2 separate regions of the Callithrix jacchus genome follow, and region 2 is linked to region 1. Evidence: chromatin contacts called from public Hi-C data. All regions are on one chromosome and are shown on one strand. Each heading gives the region's core, a stretch centred on a gene start, on an enhancer-like site or on the middle of the called end of the contact. The rest is flanking DNA. Distances are from core to core; before and after follow the strand shown.

Region 1 (4,589 bases), core at 1,616-4,115:
AGTGGCTGGGTGACCCAGTGAGCCGTGGCGCCTCTCTGAGCCTAGGTTTTCCCAACTGTGAAATGGGAAGGATAATAATTCCTACCTCATGGGGCTGCTGTGAGAATGTAAGGAACAGTTCAGTGCCTATGCCAGTTTGAAGGTCACACGGGGCCCTTGCCAAATGATCTTCTCCTTGGGTTACTGGATGATTCTTTGAGGGTGCTAACCATCAAGAGCTGCTCTGGCAGGTCAGGTGCAGTGGCTCATGCCTGTAATACCAGCACTTTGGGAAGCTAATGCAGGCAGATCTTTTGAAGTCAGGAGCTCCAGACCAGCCTGGCCAACATGATGAAACCCCTTCTGCATTAAAAACATAAAAATTAGCCGGGCAAGGTGGCTCACACCTGTAATTCCAGCCCTTTCGGAAGCTGAGGAGGGGTGGATCATTTGAGTTTAGGAGTTTGAGACCAGTCTAGCCAACATGGTGAAACCCCTCTCTACTAAAAATACAAAAATTAGCCGGGCGTGGTGGCGTGCACCTGTAATCCTAGCTATTCAGGGAGGCTGAGGCAGGAGAATTGCTTGAACCCAGGAGGTGGAGGTTGCGGTGAGCCAAGATCGCACCACTGCACTCCAGCCTGGGCAACAGAGCAAGACTCTGTCAAAAAACAAAACACAAAACAAAACCCACTCTGGTTTGGGGAACATTTGAAGCGCAGGGCTTTGACTCCTGGAAGGAGGTCTGGCACCTCCTTCCACAGGCACTCAGATCCTCCTGGTCCCATGTGGCCTCAGTGGGTCCAGCTGTGTCCAGAGGCCTCCCAGGTACTGGCTCCAGGCCCCCAGTTTCTCCCCAGCCTCCAGAGGTGTTTCAGACATCAGAGGTGAGCTCGGCCAGAAGTGTGAGGAGACAGCGCCCTCCAGTGGCCTCTGCACAGCAGCAAGGGAAGCTGAAGGAGCAGGAGGGACACTCGGATGTCTCAAAGGGCTGCAACCCCGAGGAGAGGAACACAGATCAGGGGCTCATTCGACTCCTGTCCTCACCGGTCCAGCCCCTTGACACCTCCAATACTCCTTCTGTCCCAGGACTCTTAGAATAACATCATTCCAATCTGGAATGCAACAGAAATACCATCTAAATGAACATTTTCCTTGCCCAAAGGTTATTAAATCCAGGCTGGAGACAGATAATACAAGGTCATGTGAGGAGTCAGGGTGGAATGTATTCAGAGTTCAGGTCCCCTATCTGCCCCTTCAGGGCCAGTGGGAAGTTCAGGGAGGTTGGATTCACCAGCCCTGCACCTCCCGGCTCCGCATTTTTCTCCTGCCAGGCACCCCAGGTAGAGTAGGAGGGGCTGAGGCAGAAGAGTGATGGTGATGGGCACTCCAGCTCTTGATGGCTGTGTGACCTTGTGCAGGTTACTTAACCTCTCTGCCCCAGTTCCCCCTCTGTGAAATGAAGCTGAATCCTCAATGCCTCCGGATTGCTGTAAGGACTAAATAATGCATGAAGTAAAAAAGGCCTGGTACATAGGAAGCAGCCCCCAAACACGGTAACCACTGCTACTGCTCTTATTACTGTCTGGTGCCTCTAATTCATTGGTTCACTTCTGAGGGGCCACAAGCACGCATCTTTCTCTCTTCTATTTCTCTCACTTCATCTTCTCATCAAACCCCAAACTGGCAAATCAGTCCCCAGCACCTGTATCTCTTGTCTGTCACATCGGAGGCTCCACGAGACGGGGTAGCCTGGCCAGGGACTGGCGAGTCAGTGCCTCACACTGTCCCTCTGTGGGTCAGCCTGCCCCTCTGGCCCAGATGAGCTTAGCCAAGGCTGAGTCTCAGAAAAGGGCTGAAACCCCAGGGGGTTTTTCTGGGGCCAAGAGCAGACCAGGTTGAAGAGCATGGTCAGTACCTTCCTGGATTGATTCCGAGGGCCCTGCTTTAGCAGCTGGACATCATCAGGCTCGAGTTTCATGACGAGAACATTGAAAACCCCTCTGTGATTTTCCTTTTCACACCAGGCTTGGGGCCAGGCAGATGCAGGTTTAAATCCTTGCTCTGCCACTCATGAGTTACGTGATCTTGGGAAGCAGCTGAATGTCTCTGGACCTCAGTTTCCTCGTCTGTAAAGTGGGCATGGTTTCAGGCGCATACTAAACTGCTGGGTTTGGATGAAGGTGTCCAGTGCACTGCCTGGAATGCAGCACTTTGATTTGCTTATTGAACATCAAAATTAATTTACCACCTTTTTTTCCAAAACCCTGTTCTTCCTCTGGGATTCCCTGTCCTGGTAGGTGTCTATAAGACTTACATCTAGGATGTCTATAATCCTTAGACAGGAAAGGAGGGGTGGCCCAGGTTCTCACACTCACCATCAACTCTGTCACAGCTGCCTTACCTGGCGATTCCTCTGCACCTACTTCAACCATGGCTCTTTGTCCAGGACAAGGTTATGGCCAATCCTTCATCACTGGCTTCCTCTTTCCAGCCTCCTTACTCCTCCCAGGTGGTTACATCAGCCCCTCTCACACCTCACTCTAAAACACACGTTCAAAGCACAAGGCCCAAACTGCCCAACAGAGCCAGGACACCGAGGTACCCCATGATCTGGGCCCCTCACTCCCACCTCCCCAACGTCATCTGCTCCCACCCTCCCTCCCACATGCCAACCCTCCCTCCCAAAGCGATCAGTGTCCCCTGAAGACAAGGCTCCCTGCTGCTCTGTGCCTCTAAGCCTCTGCCCTCTGCCCCAGCCACCCAGAACACCCCTCTCTGATACCTCCTCTGCAAGCTCTCTGTGACTGCCCCCACCTCCCCAGTTCTTCCCATGTGGAGCCAATCACTCCCTCCTTCGGGCCCCACCAGCCTCTCTCAGACCCCCACGACAGCCCTGCCCACCTAGACACAGTATGTTTACCTGACTAGTCGGTCCAGGAGGGAGAAGAGAGCACTGGTTGAGAGCAAGGCCTCTGGGGTCCAGTTCCCCAGGATTTACTGGGAGGATGTGTGTAGTCCTAGCACTGTGTCTGCTACATAGTAGATGCTCAGAAAATGGAAGTGATTCTTTTTATTGCTATCTCCCCCAGGAGACTGCAGAGTCCTAGAGCAACACTCATGTCTTCATTATTTTTGCATCTCCAGCAACTCAGCCTGTGATCCGGCCCACAGTAGAAGTTTAGCAGATGAATGGATGGATGGATAAACCGGTGGATGGGTGGGTAAATAGATGGATGCTGTGGCTGAAAGAGGAGGAAGAAATACGTAAGAGCTACCATTTAGCTGGTAACCAGGCAGTGACAGAAACGTGCACAGCACTTTACAAAGCAATGTCAGCCAAGCCCAACCATGGAGATTGATTCTATTTTTATCCCTGTTTCGTGGTGGGGAGAAACTGGCTCTGAGAGGTGAAGACACCTGCCAGAGTTCCACAGTGATGACATGGGTGACAGCCGTTATTCAAAGTCACTTCTGTCTGGTTACAAACCCCATGCAATTTCCATTTCTTCACATTGCTTCCTAAAAGGAAGCAGTTGAGATTACAGCTGCATCTGAAGGAAATATTAACTAGAATGTGTGTCAAGATTCTAAAGCTCCAGCCTGGCCAACATGGTGAGACCCTGCCTCTACCAAAAATACAAAAATTAGCCGGGCGTGATGGCATGTGCCTGTAATCGCAGGTACTCAGGAGGCTGAGGCAGGAGAATCCCTTGAACCAGGCAAGCAGAGGTTGCAGTGAGCCGAGACTGCACCATTGCACTCCAGCCTGGAGGACAGAGCGAGACTCTGTCTCAAAAAAAAAGAAGAAAAAAAAAGCTAAAGTTGCCAGGTGCTTCACACTTATTTCATTTAATATCCATGAGAAGGGAGGCTGGTATCTGTCATCCCCACTAAAGAGATGAGGCCTAGAGGGCTCTGGGTCTAAACGTTAGAGGCAAACAGTGGAGGCAGGAAACTCTTGGCATCTCTGGGTCATTGGTCAGAGCCGGGGTCTTAGGTGCCCAGGAAGTGTCACTGTTATGACTGTTATTTTATTTTATTTATTTTTTTCAGACAGTGTCTCACTCTGTCGCCCAGGCTGGAGTGCAATGGTGTGATCTCGGCTCACTGCAACCTCCACCTTCTGGGTTAAAGCAATTCTTCTGCCTCAGCCTCACAAGTAGCTGGGATTACAGGCACCTGCCACCACGCCCAGCTAATTTTTGTATTTTTTAGTAGAGATGGGGTTTCACCATGTTAGCCTGGCTGATCTCGAACTCCTGACCTAGCGATCCACCTACCTCAGTCTACCAAAGTACTGGGATTACAGGCATGAGCCACCACGCCCAGTCTGTTATGACAGTTATTAATGATAAACTGCATTATTAGAGATGCTATCTAACAATATACTGTAACATTACTTATGTTATCAGGGCACTTACGATATCCAGAGCACCTTTGTGTGTGACACCAATTTTTCCCCACAATTCTTTCAAGATGTGCAAGCCAGGGGTTGTTACAATCTTACAAAGCAAATGGCTGCAGAAAGTCACACGAGTTCCCCCAAGAGCATATAGTCAGCAAATGGTTTCCCTAGTCTCAAAATAAATGTGTCTGATTCCTGGTTC
Region 2 (4,954 bases), core at 1,019-3,518, 80 kb after region 1:
CTCCACTCTCAGAAAGGCTTGCCCTCATGGTGACAGAAATGGCAGCAGCTGCTCTAACTTAGGGTGCAGTTCAACAGAAAGTGGTCAGAGGCGTGGTAAGTGGCACACAGTCACAAGGTAAAGTCCTATGATAGGTCGTTTGCACACTGAGGAGCAAGAAAGCCAGTGGTGGGTCAGTCCGAGTCCCAAAACCTCAAAAGTAGGGAAGCTGACAGTTCAGCCTTCAGTCTTTTGCTAAAGGCCAGAGCACCCTTGGCAAACCACTGGTGTAACTCCAGGAGTCCAAAAGCTGAAGAACTTGGAGTCTGATGTTCAGTGGCATGAAGCATCCAGCACAGGAGAAAGATGAAGGCTGGAATTGTCTTCCTTCTTTATTCCTAGCTGTGTCTCTGCTTTTAATTAATTGTGAAGACAGCAAAGTGGGTCTGCGACTAAAATAAGGAGATGACTGTCTACTATTGGATTTCTGCGACTTTTGATCCACTCTTCACCTAACAATCTACAAAGACTCCCAAAGCTGAAGACCTAGTAGCATTTTTTTCTCCTTCAACTTTATTTCAAAGGCAAACGAGTCTCTTCTCCTATGTGAATCTGATGTTTTCAGCTGTGTCGCTACTTTGGAGGTTTGTCAAGTAGTGCACGTCTGTGTTTTGAGGGCTCTGTTCACTGACAAGGTTGTGTTGCCCTCTTGAGAGGGAATTAAGGAGATTCATTTTACGGGCCTATGAAAGGTGAAATAAGTTGTTTTTCCAAGTCTTCTTTCTGTTAATTATTAAGCCTAAGATACGTAGCCATAGATAGAAGAGCTAATGGTTTTATGGCAAGGGAATTTCATTCAGTTAAACATTTATTGAGCATCTACTGTGCACCAATCTTTATATTCATTGAAACCAAGAAAATTGATACAGATTGTCTACATACTACCCAGTGTTCAAAAGTGTTATTGACTCCGCTAAGTCTAATAGAATCCAGTGTAAATAGATTTGATTATACTTAAATCTGGGAGGTAGAGCTAGGTGAAAGGGATGCCAGGCCTATGGAATGAACAGTGTTTCATCCAGCTACTCTACTTACTAGACCTGTGACCTTAGGCAAGTTACTTAACCTCCCTGAAGCTCATCTAAAGTAGTAGTGGTAACGCTGCCCAGGCCTGGCGTGAGGGGGAAGGTAGATGCGACGGTGTCCGGGATGATGCTGAGCGATTGTAGTCTCTATCATTATTGCCATCACCCGGCCCTCAGCAGTCAAGGGAGGCCCAAGTGAACAGGAATATAGTGTCACTCAAGCAGATCTGAAGGTAGTAGGCAAACAATTGGGGTAAATAGGTAAACTCAGTTAAAAGGCTTGAGTTAAGGGAAAGATTAAATGGTTTTTCATCTATAGAGGGAAAAGAAATGGTCTCCTCTTGAAATATATTTACCTATATTTCACTCATAGGTAGAGTACTTGATTACTTCTATGACCATGCATTAACATGAATTTGTTGAAGTACCTTTAACCCTGAGAGTCAAGAGTTAGTTCCAAATGTATGGTTAAAGAACTTAGCTCTTTCAACAGAACTCTGCTTTGGTTCAGCTTTTGGAGTTGTGTTACATGATAGTAATTGGTGAATCCCTGGTTATCCTTATATGTGACACCCTTCTGTTTAGGCAGAGAAACTGTTGCAGCTAAGGGCTTGCTTATTCCATTGTGGATCCCTAGGCAGCTTTAGGGGCCTGATGGAGTAACTGTTATAGTGCTGTCATTGGTGTAGATTCCCAGTAGGTTCTGAAAGAAAAAGCAGAGAGAGCAGGGCCGTGCAGGCAGCTAACCACCCTCTCCTGGCCCTTCGTCAGCCCTCCCGTGGTTCTCTTCCCAGATGGTCACCCTAGCATCACTGTTGAGCAATGAAGTGAACAAATGTTTTAATTTCACTGATGAGTAGTTCTGCAGAGAGGGAGACAGCAGAGAGGATAATGAGAAGCATATCAAATGCCACCACTGATGAAAACTTCTCTTCCCCACTGGCTCAAATGATAATGCCGGACAAATTGGATACTGAGAGATGTGGATTGGGGATATTCGGAGAGTTTCAGGTGGAAAAAAAGGCCTGGCCTAGGCTAGAATGAGAGAGCTATATGCTGTATCAATTGAGATGCACAAAAGGCAGGCAGGAAGGAAAGGGAAAATAGGAAGAAGCATATTTACTGAGGCAGTTAGCAGCGAGTGGCTCTGTATTCGTTATCCATTGCTGTATCACAAATCACTCCAGACTTAGCAGTTTCAAACAGCAAACATTTATTACCACAGTTCCTGTAGGTCAGGAATCCAGGTACAGCTTAGCTGAGTCTTCTGGCTCAGCAGCTCACAGGCTGCAGTCAAGGTGTCAGCCAGGGCCGCATCTCAAGGCTCAGCCGGGGGAGTAGCTTTTTCTAATCCCACTCTCATGGCTGTTGGCAGGCTTCAGAAGATCCACTTCCAAGCTTACTCCCTGACTGTTGGCTGGAGACATCAGTTCTTTGCCACATGGGCCTCTCCGTAGGGCAGCTCACAACATGGCAGCTTGCAACTCCCAGAGCAAGGGCAGAGAGAACACACAGGCAAGATGGAAGTCATACCAGCCTGACCTCAAAAGTAGCATCCTGTAACTTTTACCGTATTCTCTCTCAGAAGCAAAGCATGAGGTTCAATCCAAGGGCATGAATATCCAGAGTCAGGTATCACTGGGATCCATTTTAGAGGCTGCTTTGGGATCCCTACTGCTGTCAGTGAAAAGGCATTTTAAAGAGATTTCAAGCCAGCTAACAAAAGTGTGAAAAGTTGATTTAGTTTAGCCTAAGGGGATTAAGCATTCAACTGATGTCTTCATTTCTTACTTATTATTTTTTCAGTAGAAGAGGAGTTACCTTACGTTCTCAGAAGTTACTTACACTAATGGTATGCTGATATGGATTATTAAACTGTGTTCTGTCCATGTCTACTTTTGGAGATGACCAAAAAACACAGGAAACTTTAAAGTTTAATTTAGCTTTCTTTACACAGGCATTCTGTGATTAGGAAGCAAGCTAAAGCAAAGCCAAGACACGCAAGGTCTAACTCATTTATAGCTCCTATTTGGGAGGAGAGGAGAAGGAGAAAATCTCTCTAAATAAAAATCTTAAACATATAATTACTACCAGAATTTGTAATAACCGCTGTCTAGCTAAATTTTGCTGTGTTGATACAGTATTCATGAGCTCCTTCAGTGTGGTGAGGAGACGTGTAGATGTGTAGAAAACTAACCTTTTGCTCTCTAAAGACCCTTCTTAGAAATTTTTTCTATTTTATAATCTTGACACTAAAAACGTCAAAGGTAGATTGTAGCATAAAGCCATGAAACTCAGTTTTGGTTACCAGATTTTTTTCAAGTAAATTCATTATTGCTAAAATAGAAATATCAATCCTACCTTCCAATTGACCTTCCTCGCACTTGCATGAAAGATGTTCTGTCAGACGAAAGAAAGGAATGCTAATTTTGTTTATTTTACCACTGGGGTTGTTGATGTCTTAGAAGGGTCTAGAAGAGTCAAGATGATGAGTTTGGTTTTGTATGCACCCCTGAGACCTCTGGAGGATAAGGTGTGTACAGCAGAAAGTGTGTGGCAGCTCTGGATTGAAAGGTGCAGGATTAGAGCTGCTTTTCAGAGTAGTTTGCATAAAGGTGACAGTTAAAGCCAGATACGTGAGAGCTTTTCAAAAGGGAGTGAATAAAAGGAGAAAAAAATAAAGGATTGAGACCAGTCTTAGGTGCTGTTAATGGTTATAGATTTAGAAGAAGAACTAGTGGGAAAGACTGAACAGGAGTGGTCAGGAAGGCAAGTTCTTATCCCAAATGCTTCAGTGCTGCTGAAATCAGAAGAGAATTGTGATACAGAAACACTGCCAAATGCCACCGAAAGGTCAAGTGGCACAAAGCCAGAGGCAACGCTCATTATATAAACGTTGGTTAGGGGAAGAAACTGCGAAGCCCCTTCAGGCTGAAAGCAGTCATTCACATGGGGTAATTAATATGTGAGTCATATGTTCTTACAGCTGGCAACTACAAGCCAACACATTGTTAGCCTTAATTGTTACAGACTATATCTAAAATTAATAAGGCCCATGTCTTTTTAAATAGTCTGTCATTTATAATGTAAATGATTAAGGTATTCTTTTTTCCTAAATTGTGAGATTTTAATTGCATTCTCAAATAATAAAATGACAGTTCATTAAATTTAAATTCAGACATCCTTGCCAATGAAATGCTTAAAATGCCATAAGATTCAGAAAGGTATAATTAGATAAGAAGTACATTAAGTTTGTTAAAAGTTCACTGAGCCCCTACTGTGTCCAGGCTATGCTATTTGCTAGGCATACAGAGCCCTAGAAAACATAATCCCTGTCTTTAAGAAGTCTAGTAGGAGGAAAAAAAAAATAATTATGGTGTGACAAATGTCAAATTAAAAGCAGTGAAGAGGAGGTAGGGTCCATGGCCAGGAAAGGCCTCCCAGCAGAGGTAGCCCCTGAGCAAGGTTAGTGCATGGAGTCGTGGAATTGGAGTCCTCCAGAAGATCAGGGTAGGACCGTGGGACCCCAGGGCTTGTTGGAACTGCCACCGGGGAAGTGGGTGAGGAGCTGCAGGAGAAGCAGGCAGGAATCAAACTGTTGAGGGCTTTGTTTGCCAAATGCAAGGAGCAGGTGGTTCTTGCGGTTTGCTAATCTATCTTTCTGGGTCCTTTTGTTCCATAGACTATAGTGAAATGTCTGGAGGGTGGAGGAGAACATTCAGCATTCCAGAGAATCCTGGGTAAAGTAAGAGAGGAGAGCCTGGATGTTCAGACGGTCGTGTCCCTGTTGAGGCTGTACCAAGATTCTAATCCTGCAGTAAAAACAGCACTATTAGACAGGAAGCCAGAAGATGTAGATACAGTGCAGCCAAAAGGTAGGAGAAGATCCT

What was found. Hi-C and Micro-C count contacts between places; a contact is called where the count stands out from the background.
Region 2: a contact with region 1 is called in a Hi-C map of skeletal muscle, with 8 times the contacts expected there. The contact joins two enhancer-like sites. A contact is called at or near these places in 2 of 3 Hi-C or Micro-C datasets (both in skeletal muscle).

The regions. Positions count from the first base shown.
Region 1 is chr7:59,176,871-59,181,459 of calJac240_pri, forward strand. No RefSeq gene overlaps it. Among named protein-coding and RNA genes, the nearest start is that of ZBTB40, 30 kb to the right of the region's middle. Within about 2 kb of position 2,866, at least 1 of the 16 cell types and tissues checked has an H3K27ac peak or open chromatin away from gene starts, as enhancers often do. A contact at or near this core is called in skeletal muscle, where this site is marked.
Region 2 is chr7:59,257,428-59,262,381 of calJac240_pri, forward strand. It overlaps ZBTB40 (zinc finger and BTB domain containing 40), which reads left to right. Exons shown (of 18, transcript XM_009000597.4): 4 at 4,747-4,939. Among named protein-coding and RNA genes, the nearest start is that of ZBTB40, 51 kb to the left of the region's middle. Within about 2 kb of position 2,269, at least 1 of the 16 cell types and tissues checked has an H3K27ac peak or open chromatin away from gene starts, as enhancers often do. A contact at or near this core is called in skeletal muscle, where this site is marked.